Regions from separate parts of the Mus musculus genome. Here all the other regions are linked to region 3. The links are chromatin contacts, called in public promoter capture Hi-C maps. All regions are on one chromosome and are shown on one strand. The core of a region is the stretch at or near the end of the contact, and the rest is flanking DNA. Distances in the headings are between cores, read along the strand shown. Region 1 holds the start of 1700028P15Rik (RIKEN cDNA 1700028P15 gene). Region 2 holds the start of Cass4 (Cas scaffolding protein family member 4). Region 3 holds the start of Bcas1 (breast carcinoma amplified sequence 1).

What was found. Promoter capture Hi-C pulls out the DNA fragments that hold promoters and counts their contacts.
Region 1: a promoter capture Hi-C map of hippocampal neurons shows a contact between it and region 3, with 6 times the contacts expected there. The contact joins the promoter of 1700028P15Rik here to the promoter of Bcas1 in region 3. A contact is called at or near these places in 2 of 39 promoter capture datasets (hippocampal neurons and stem cell-derived epiblast-like cells).
Region 2: a contact with region 3 is called in a promoter capture Hi-C map of embryonic stem cells, with 4 times the contacts expected there. The contact joins the promoter of Cass4 here to the promoter of Bcas1 in region 3. A contact is called at or near these places in 3 of 39 promoter capture datasets (the C10 cell line, cranial neural crest and embryonic stem cells) and 1 of 115 datasets of contacts at active chromatin or transcription factors (microglia).

Annotation. Positions count from the first base shown.
Region 1 is chr2:171,961,286-171,964,878 of GRCm38.p6, forward strand. 1700028P15Rik (RIKEN cDNA 1700028P15 gene) reads right to left here and starts at 1,514. Exons shown (of 6, transcript NR_040509.1): 1 at 1,465-1,514; 2 at 1,217-1,345; 3 at 732-829. Gm40005 (a long non-coding RNA gene) reads left to right here and starts at 877. Exons shown (of 2, transcript XR_867055.3): 1 at 877-1,716.
Region 2 is chr2:172,391,539-172,395,025 of GRCm38.p6, forward strand. Cass4 (Cas scaffolding protein family member 4) reads left to right here and starts at 2,106. Exons shown (of 7, transcript NM_001080820.3): 1 at 2,106-2,467. The coding sequence starts at 2,432.
Region 3 is chr2:170,425,954-170,429,383 of GRCm38.p6, forward strand. It overlaps Bcas1 (breast carcinoma amplified sequence 1), which reads right to left and starts at 1,892. Exons shown (of 13, transcript NM_029815.2): 1 at 1,793-1,892.

The DNA.
Region 1 (3,593 bases), core at 264-2,763, 1.5 Mb after region 3:
TAGTCAGCTCACACCCAAACCTGTATCCGTCCCATCACTCATAGGACCTCGTAAGTGACTAAGGACCAGGATAGTGCACTGTGGAGTAAAAAAATACACCCTCCACTTTTAAACCCCCTCCTCCACAAACACAGAAAGAAGCAAGCATAAAGCCACCGTGACATTTATCCCCCCAAATGTCTCATCTCCAGTGTAAGAGGATTAAGGTGAAGTAGTAGAAAAGGAGGCTGGGGGCTGAGGGAGATGTAAGAGATATGAAGGCCAATATAATTCAGAATGAAACTGATTTAAATTTTTGCTAAGATTTTTACAGCTGCATATTTCACCCTTACAGCCTACCTTTAGTCTTATTTACAGTTTTGATTAAATCTATACTTGGGGTATTTTCTGTAGTGTATAGAAATATAGTTTTATGTAAATATCTCTTAGAGCGATCTGTAAAAGTGTCTCTTATAATTGATATGATGTTTCAAAATACAGAGCCAGTGTTTCATGATCAGAAGCCCTTTCTGGGCTTAATGGTAGACAGCAATCCACACTTATATTTACTACTTTTTAATTATCTCATTATCTGTAGCCATGAGAAGCTCTGATTTACCCAGACAGGAGATCTGGGGAGTCATATATCTGCAGGCAGTGGATATCTTCCATTTATCTCTGTCTAAAACTTTTCTCCTCCTTTGAGTAATTGGAGAGAAAGAGAGAGAAAAATCTTAGCCCAACTCTCCTACCTCAAAGCTTCCATTTATCAGTCGGCTGTAGACGTCACTTGGCCATAAAATTGAAAAATGCAGCCCATGTCAGCACTTGCATATTTATACCCAGCACACTGAAAAATAAATGCATAAAATTCTAATACGTCAGGTGTTACGTTGTGAGATTTCACTGGGAGCCATTGCCATTAGAGAGGGGGGAGGGAGTAGCCAGAACCATTCTCCTATGGCTGTGCCTACTTTAGCCGTGTCTAACTAAAGATGGGGAGGTGAGTCCCCTAGTCATGAGAATACTGTATGTCGCCATCTGTCTTTCAAATCCACTGTCCCAGATGGCTCATACAGTTCAGGACAACCAAGCCTGAGTTGGGGACAGGAGCCATGCGCGGTGGAAAGGCAGAAGCTTGACAGGACAGAATAGTGTTATGTCATGTCTCCAGGGACACATGAACATCCCCAGTGATACGAGACCAACGGCGGCTGGTGCCAGTGGGAATAGCTACCGAGTTAAAGTCGTCTCCTCATTGATACATCCATAGCTCCTATGGCGAGTGCCGGTTCCTTAATAACTCTTCCCTTGGCGATCCAGAAAGGAACACGCTAGAATCCTAGCCTAGGCTCCCACAAGTCATCTTTGAACAAGAAATCAGCAGACCATCATGTCCCAGCCATCCATCCTATCCACCTCATGCCTGAAGTTCTTCCCCTCCTCTGTAGGGTTGATGGGGGGGGGGGGGTCACACAGCCCCACCTGGCTCCCCCAGAGTGAAATCTCAACTCAGCTTCTGCGGTTGATGAGTTAGGAGGCCTCGGAGTTCTCACCAACAAAACAGGAACAAACTGAATCCTCGGGCGCCTGCTCTCTGAGGGATCACATTTGGTTGGCTGGCTGCACGCATGCGCTCTTGAGAAACGTCGGTGTTTATTCCCTTTCTGTTTCCCGTGGGTCCTAATCTCAGTCGGAGAAACAGCAGAGATCACACAGGCCTCGACATCACTGAAGGTGGCAACCCCTTTCTTCTTTTAAAACTCAAAATGTGTTTGAAGTGTTTCAGGGTTCAGATGGGATGGCAGGACTTGGGTATAATCGATCTATGGGTTTGAATGAATAAACCCTACTTAATGCATCTCCAGGTGCTCTACCCAAACAGACTGCCGAGCCCCGGGGTTAGATGCCAACACCAGCCCAACATGCCAGAAAAAAACCCCAGTACTACCTGAGGTTCTCTGAAAAGCAGAGTCATCAGGCCAAATCTGAAGTGTCACAGCTGGCATGTAAAATGTCCTTCACAGGCTCTTATATCTAAAGGCTTGATCCCAAGCTGCTGGGCTTGTGGGAGATGGAGCCTCGCTAGAGGGACTGCGTCACTGAGGGTATATTAGACACTCACATGTACTAAGATCTGTGCAATAAGCTGCCATTCATTCCTGACACCACAGAGCCTCTTGCATCATGGTGGACTTCATCCCTCAAACACTGAGCCAAAATAAACCTCACCTCTGTCTTAGTCAGGGTTCCTATCGGTGAAATAAATACAATGACCAAGAGCAACTGGGGGAGGAGAGGATTACTTAAGCTCACAGGTTACCTTCCATCTTCCGGCAAAGTCAGGGAAGGAGTTCAAAGCAAGAACCTGGAGGCAGGAACTGAAGCAGAAGCCATGGAAGAGTGGTGTTTACTGGCTTGCTTCCCATGGGTTGCTCATCTTTCTTGCTCTCTAAGAGAATGAACGTCTACCTTCCTAGGGGTGGTACCACCCATAGTGGTCTGCTCCCTTGCCCAACAATCATTAAACAAGACAATGCCCCCACAGGCTTGACTATGGTCAGTTTGGTACAGGCATTTTCTCAATTGAGGTTCGTGTCTATCAGATTACTCTAGCTTGGATTGAGTTGACAAAAACAAACAAACAAACAAACAAAAAAAGCCAGGCCCAGTATCCCTCTCCTGCTGCCTGCTGGTGCAGATGTAGAACCCTGAGCTACTTCTTCAGCACCATGTCTGCCTGTATGATATCACACTTCGCATCATGATGAGATTGGACTAAACCTCAGAATGTGCTAGCCAGTCCCAAATAAATGCTTTTCTTTATAAGAGTTGCTGTGGCAATGACTTATCTTCATAGCAATAGAACACTGACCATGACAACAGTCATTGACACAAATCGATTCTTTTAATTTTAATTTTAAGTTTTGAGACGGTTTCTTTCCATGGCCAGGCACTTTTGTGAGCCTTCTCTGCACCAGATATGGGCTACTAATTCTGGATTCTTTACATGGGTTCTAGAGATCAGCCTCGGGTCTTCAGAATTTCACATCAAGTGTTTTACCTACCGGGTCATCTCCCCAGCCCCAAAGTAGATTTTCAGCATATTATTGAAGGGTCTGGCAATGTCTGCAGCAAGATTTGTCTGTATTCCCTAGAACTGTCTCAAGGAAAACAAGAGAGAAAGAAGTCAATTCCTAGGAAGAAAGCTAGCGAAGAGCGGCTGGCTTAGTCGGACTGCCTTGGCAAGGCTCGAAGTGTCTCCAGTATTGGGGATCCATTAAGTATCATCCAGATGACGGGGCTTCTTTCATTTCAAGTCAATCCGAAGTAAAAAAATATTTTTACACAAAGCATAGTAATTTATGCAGCAACCAGTCTATAATGAGCAGGTTCAATAACAGATAATTATATGGAAAGTACTTAAATGCTAACTATGTACTTTTAAAATGTTGCAAAAGTGGGTCCATAATTAAATTATAATTACAAGTAAAAAATCTACACAATGATTATTCCCTGAGAAGTTTTCAGAGTCTCATTTCCAGGCCCACAGACAGCTTCTCACACCCTGATTCGTTCCTTTGTCAGTGGCTCCACTCTGATCCATTCGTTTT
Region 2 (3,487 bases), core at 856-3,355, 2.0 Mb after region 3:
ACACTTGGGAGGTGAAGGCCGAAGGATCAGAAGTTCAAGGCCATCCTTAGCTACATAGAAAATGTGAGGCCAGCCTGGGCTACATGAGACTCTATTTCAAAACAAAGGAAGGGCTGCTGGGAGTGGTGGTGCACACCTTTAGTTCCAGCACTCCGGAGGCAGAGGCAGGAGGATCTCTGCAAGTGAGTCTAACCTGGTCTACAAAGTGAGTTTCAGGTCAGCCAGTAATATTACACACAGAAACTCTGTCTCAAAGAAAGAAAAAAAAAAAAACAAAAACAAGAAATAAGAAATAAAGAAAGGGAAGAAAGAAGGAAGGAAGGAGGAAAGAAGGAAGGAAGCAGGCATGAGGGGATCACTTCAGTAAATATCTGGACTTAAGGTCAGTGGCATAGCAGCTGAAAAGATGCTCAACACCGTCTGTAACTGCAGTTCCAGAGACTCTGACGCCTTCGTCAGGCATCTGTGGACATTGCCTGCACATTTACAGACATATGGGCAAAACACCACACACGTTTTTTTAAAAACTGGATGACTGATGGAGAGTGGCCTGCTACCAGGGATGCCTGGCTCGGTGAGCGAGAGCACGCCTTCTGATCTGTCCCTGTGCAGAGCAGTGGGCTGAAGCTCTTATGATTCACAACTCCTCTCTGCAGCTACAGCGTTTCCTAAAATGGAGCTCGCACTGCCTCTGATCTGACGCACCCCACCCTTTTCAGAATGTGTCTCTCTTGTGAAAAGCCTTCTGGAAATTACTACTTCTTCCCTGTGGACTTTGGCAGGGAGCATGTGGCTGACAGCTACTTCTATTTGCTAAGACAGATTCACACCGTAGTCCAGACTGGCCTAGAACTCTGAGGTGGCCCAGAACAGCCTTAAAGTCGCAGCTGTTCTCCTGTCTCAGCACTGTAGATGTGGGGGTGGGAGCATGCCCGGTTCTACATTTGTCTAGAGCCTGTTCATCCTGTCTAGTCATTGTCACCCCCTTTCGCTACTGTCGCCTGCAGATTGCTGATCACTGGTTCCTTAAAGACCATTTAAAATAGAGACAGCATTCTATCTGTTTGCTTGTTTTGATTGCATTTATTTTATCTGGGGAGGGAAGTATGCACACGAGTGGCAGTATGCATGCAGAGGTCAGAAAGACAGCTTGCAGGAGTCCTCTTCTCCCACCGTGTAATTCCAATAACTCCAACAAGTTTTCAGCTTAGCAGCTGACAGCTTCACCCACTGAACCATCTCACTGGTTCAATTTTTTTAAATTTACTTTTTTTTTCCACTTTGAGTTCGGGGCTGGCCCCAAACTTACTTTGTAAGTCAGGCTATCATTAAACTCACTGAGATTAGCCAGCCTCTGCTTTCTGGGAGTGCTGGTATCAAAGGAGAGTGCCACCGTGGTCTGGCTATGGCATGCTTTTTAAATCTCACACCTGGGAGGCAAAAATAGGTGGGTCTTGGTGAGTTTAAGGCCAGCCTGGTCTACAGATCGAATCCCAGGGGAGCTGGGAGGAGCTGCTTAGAAGAGGGGACCCTTATGCTGAAATGAAATGAAGCCTAAGCTAGTTTTGGGTTTTTGTTTTGTTTTCTTATTTGTTTGTTTGGTTTTTTTGGGGTTGTTTGTTTGTTTGTTTGTTTTTGGTTTTGGTTTTGTTTGTTTTTTGGTTTTTTTTTTTTTGTACTCCGTGGCTCCTCTCTGGATATTGGGTCTGAGTTGAGGGAAACTTTAAACTTGGGAAGTCGTGAGGACTCCACTTCATGAGTTCAGAGCACTCGCTTGACACAAAGAGCCAAGTGTGGGGCAGTATCTGGTGCTCTCAGCAGCGCCCGCTAAAATATAACCACGGAGAATTGGAGTGAAGGTGTAGAAAACGTGGGGTTCAGAGCAGGGCAGTTTACTCCTGTTACCCCAGCTGTCACACCGCAGGGGACAGGAAGGAAGACATGCTGACCCTCAGCGGAAGTCCAGCAGCTTTGCTTCATCATGGAAATGTGTTGCCTCGCTGGGTGGGAATTGTTCCATTAGTCTTCAAGGGACAAGAATGCGGTGTGATCCTACGCTGGGCTGCTCAAAGTAGGAACTTCACCTTGTAAAGCAGAAGGGTGGGTTTTTTTTTTTTTTTTTTTTTCTCCTTCTTCTTCTTTTGTGGTTTCACACAGCAAAGGAGTGTCAGCCTCCACTTACCATGAAGTGGGACAGCAGGCATGGAGGCGTGGGTGTGGCCTGAAGCTCTGGCCCCGCCTCCCCCGTTCCTTTCATTTGACTCTCTTTACTTGAAAGAATCATCTCGACTGTTTCCATGTGTTGGCAAACAGTTCCATAGAATCCAGCTCCTGGGAACCAGCCAGCAGCATGCAGTGATATTGCATCATTGGTCCCTGGAACCAGATATATCAGCGGCAGAACTCCGAGGACCCTGCTCACATCACAGCCATGAGAGGCACCAGCATCAGAGAGGGTGCGCCCAAGGTGAGTGACTGATTGGGGCTGAGTGCATGAGAGCAACAGTTGACTCAACTGTTTTTATCTTTGGGTCTCTAATGAACACGAAGGGTAGGTTATTAGTGGCAGGCAGGTTTGGAATGAGAAAGCTTTGCTCTTTACCAGTTGTTGGTTTCAAGATGACTGGAAATGATGGGGTGAAATCGGCAGGAGGCAGACAGCCCAAGCCCCCACTGTGTGTCTCTTCACCACTCAGCAAACTTCTTAAACATTCTCTCTTTCTCTGCATCCTGAAGGTGCTTAGTGTGGCTCTCAAGGATTCTGACTGGCTTGGGGCACTCACTTCTCTTGAATAGAGAGAGCTTAGACCTTGGCTCTACTCTTGCTAACTCCAATAAGGACACCCATGAACTGCCTTCGTGTTCCTTTGGGCGCTGGGGACTGGAACTCTGGTACAAACTGCAAGTCTGGGCCAGGAACCAAGAGACGGTCCTATAGCATATGTATAGCATGGCACACTGCTAACCCAAGAAGGGCACTGGAGCCTGAGATGTGACGATGGTACTTGCAATACAGGCATAAGGACCTGAATTCAGTACCCAGTACCCACATAAAAAAACAAAAAACAAAAAACAAAAACAAACAAAAAAAACAGGCATGAAAGCGTGTACCTGTAACCCCAGAGACGGCAAGGAGGTGACAGCAAGGTCCCTGTAGTTCTCTGGCCAGCATCCCTAAGACAAGCAACTCCAACTCCACACACACACACACACACACACACACACACACACACACACACACACACAAATAAAGTGGGTGGGTGATGGAGAAGGACATTGTGACATCAACTTTTGGGTTTCACACACCCATACTGTATGCGGGGGCTTGGGGAGAAGGAGGAGAGATCACAAGGAAAGTGAAGCTCACAGTCGTTGCTTTTCTGTCCCCTCCTATTCTTTCAAAATGTGATAGAATGGTAGATACAAAAGAGCCATGAAACAGTTGCTAAATGGGAGGCTGCTTGCCGGAATTAAATGTTGCTTGTCA
Region 3 (3,430 bases), core at 642-3,141:
AAAATGTCTGGGTCAGAGCTGGCTCCCTGCCGTTCTCTCTCAGGTTGGAGCCACTGCGCACACCTTCTCATGTCTTGTGTTGGGAAAGAGGTCACGTGGCCCAGGGCTGAGGGCAGCAGATCACGGCAGGGCTGGAACCAGGGTGAAGTGGCTTCAGGTGCGAGGAAAGGCAAGAATCCCGGGCATCAGGATGAAGCAGGGCTCTTTCTTTTTCTTTTCTGAGGAGGGCTCTCACAGTACTGTGCAGGTTGAAATATACCATGTAACAGCCTGGCTTCCAACTCACTGCAATCCTTCTGCCTCAGTGCAAGGTTATGGGTGTGAGCCTCCTTTTTGACTGTTTTTTTCTACATTGTTGAGGGTGGAATGCAAGGCCCCATGTTTGCTAGGCTACCACTGAGCTAAACCCTTAATCCCCAATCCCTTTAACACAGCTTTTGAAAATCAAGATTAATGCTGTCTCTGGTCTTATTTTTACTGAATTGAGATTTTGTTAATCAAAGATTGTCTTGCATTAATTTTCACCTTGTGAATTTTGTCTTAAGATGTACTTGCCTTTTTTATACTTTTATATATATTTTTTTACTTTTATATATTTTTAACTTTTAAAAATTTGTTTTTATTTTATGTGTATGAGTATTTGCCCATATGTATGTATGTATGTATGTATGTATGTATGTATGTATGTATATGTATGCATGCACATGCAGTGCTCACAGGGGCCAGAAGAGGGCATCATATCACAGAGATGGTTGTGAGCTGTCACATGGATGCTGTGAACAGAACTCAGGTCTTCTGCAAGAGCAACATGGTTTCTGAAATGCTGAACCACCTCTCCAGCCTTTGTTTGTTTGTTTGTTTGTTTGCAACAAGGTCTCACTATATCCCTCTGGTTGGTCTAGAACTTGCCACATAGAATAGTCTGGCCTTAAACCAGGGACCTTCTTGCCTCTGCCTCCTGAGTGCCACCACCCCCAGCTTTAGCTGGTCTTGACGACTGAATCTTATGGTGTCCCTTGTGAACACAGCTTCCCTCCTTTTGGCTGTCACTTGGATCCAACAGCACCCACCCTGCAGCTTCGGGACCAGTCCCCAGCCCTCTCCCCAGCCTCGTTCTCTGCATTGGAATGTGGATGCCACCTGACACAGACTGAAGTTTCTTACATGTATGGGCTTTCATGTGCATTTGCCATCTAAACTGAGTTCAGACTTGGGGTGATCCCCATTGTACAGACAAGCAAGTAGAGGCCCATAAAGCTGAAGGAATCTGACCCCAAGGTACCCGACCAGCTTGTGACAGGATGGAGACCATCCTCTGAGCATCCTGGATTTTCCAGGCAGCAAAATGGTTCAGAGGGTGATGGGAAAACCCAAGGCCTTGAATTTAGTACATGCCAGATAGAAGAGTCAGACCCACAGTGGACACTTAAAGAGCCTCTCCCCCTGTCTCCTCGGGTCCTTAGACAACACCTGTAGCCACAGATTTGAAGCCTGCTTGGCTGTGAGATTCTTGGCCTGACACTGGTCCTCAGCCTGTGATGACCCTCCACTGCTCCACAGAGACCAGAGTGCATTGTGCTGATCCAACCCAACAAGGTCCACACAGCCACTGATGCTTTTTACGAAGAGCAGTCTCTAAGTCCCATTTCACAGACAGGAAAACCAAGACTCCACATGCCCAAGACCACACAGCAAGTGAGTAAGAGATGGGGTCAAATTCTACCCTCTATCTGACCCCACACCATGAGCAATAGACACTCCAGCGGAGCTTCAAGAGTCTGGAGGCAGTTACCTGGTAAGTCGGTGGGAGTATCTTGGGTCCCCCACAGTTTCCAACAGTTGGTTCTGCTCAGGGTCCTGCGTCTTCAGCGGTTGCTGCCCAGTCTCAGACTAGCTGCAGAGCCTGGCCCTGTGCCCTTTGCTTCCTTGTTAGGCCTGCTGGCTGAATACACAGAGCAGGACAAACACACGCCAGGAGGAGTCCTCCCCGCCCCTGCCTGCCCTATGGAAACGCGTCTCTTCCTGTATTCAGGTGCCTACAATCCCAGTAAAAAAAAAAAAAAAAGCAACACAACACCTAAGTGCTCTTACATTCATGCCTGCTGGGCACTTTGAACACTGTGCAGGTGGACCTGGGATGCAGTCCCTCTCTGTAACAACTGCAGGTCACGGTCAGAGCAGGGAGGACATGCTCTGTGAGGGTCTGCAGCTTGGTCTTGCCGTTTACCTGTGTTGATTCTGGGTGCCATCTCTACCATGACCAGGTCACCTAGCTAGGAGACACCTCCCCCCCCTCCCCAATGCCTAGTCCCATAACAGCTCTAAACCCTGGAAAATGGTTAAACAAAGGGTGGCTTGTGGCTGTAGCAAAACCATGTGACATTGCTGAGTGTTCTTTTCCTCTGCTGGCCAGAAGTTCAGTTGACTTATCTGTTTGCTTGAGGCAGGGTCTCATGTAGCTCAGGCTGGCCTTGATCTTACTATGCAGTTTAAGGGCGTCCTTTGATCTGCCTGCCTTCACCGCCTCAGTGCTGGGATTCCAGGCGTGTACAGCCATGTCCAACTTGCATGATTCAAGAGATGGAATTCTGGGCTCTGTGCACACTGGGCAAGCTGCTCTACAGCTGAGCTACATCCTCAAGCCCCGACAGTAAAAGTATGCAACAAGTTAGTTACATTGTTTTACATATGATACATGTGAGAGAGAGAGAGAAAAAAATCAAGCCAAAGAAGACACACACACACACACACACACACACACACACACACACACACACACACACACAAAGAGGATCAAAAAGGCAAGTGTGTAGCCAGACATGGGGGTGCACGCCTTTGATCCCAGCACTCAGGAGGCAGAGAGAGACAGATTCCTGAGTTTGAGGCTAGCCTGGTTTACAGAGCAAGTTTCAGGACAGTCAGGGCTACACAGAGAAACCCTGTCTTGAAAAAAAAAAATCACAAAAGAAAGAAACAAACAAACAAAAGAAAGAAACAAAGAAAGAGGAAGAATAATAACAAAGAGTAAGTTTGGGTATTATTTATAGACTTGGTGAGCAGGAAGGAGCCTGCTGACAGACAAGGCAAATGGGAGATGTGTTGAGGGCACCCCTGGGAAAACACTCAAGAGAAGTGTAAACCGGTAATTACTGGGGCTTCAGTCAATAACTCGCCCATCCAGCTGCTCATCGTGACTGTTTGCTAAGCATCAGGCTATGTATAGGCCTGGTGGGCGGGGCCTCTCCACCAACCTGGGCTCATCACTGGGCGGAGTCCTAACATTAATTGGACTCACAGCACACGAGCCTTGCTGACAAAGAATAGCAGCAGCAACCAAGAGACCGGAGAACATGGAGTCAGTCAGAACGCTGCAGAAGAGTCAAATCTGTTTGAACTAAACTGAATCCCCAGGCAGGAGCGCTCAGCTCTG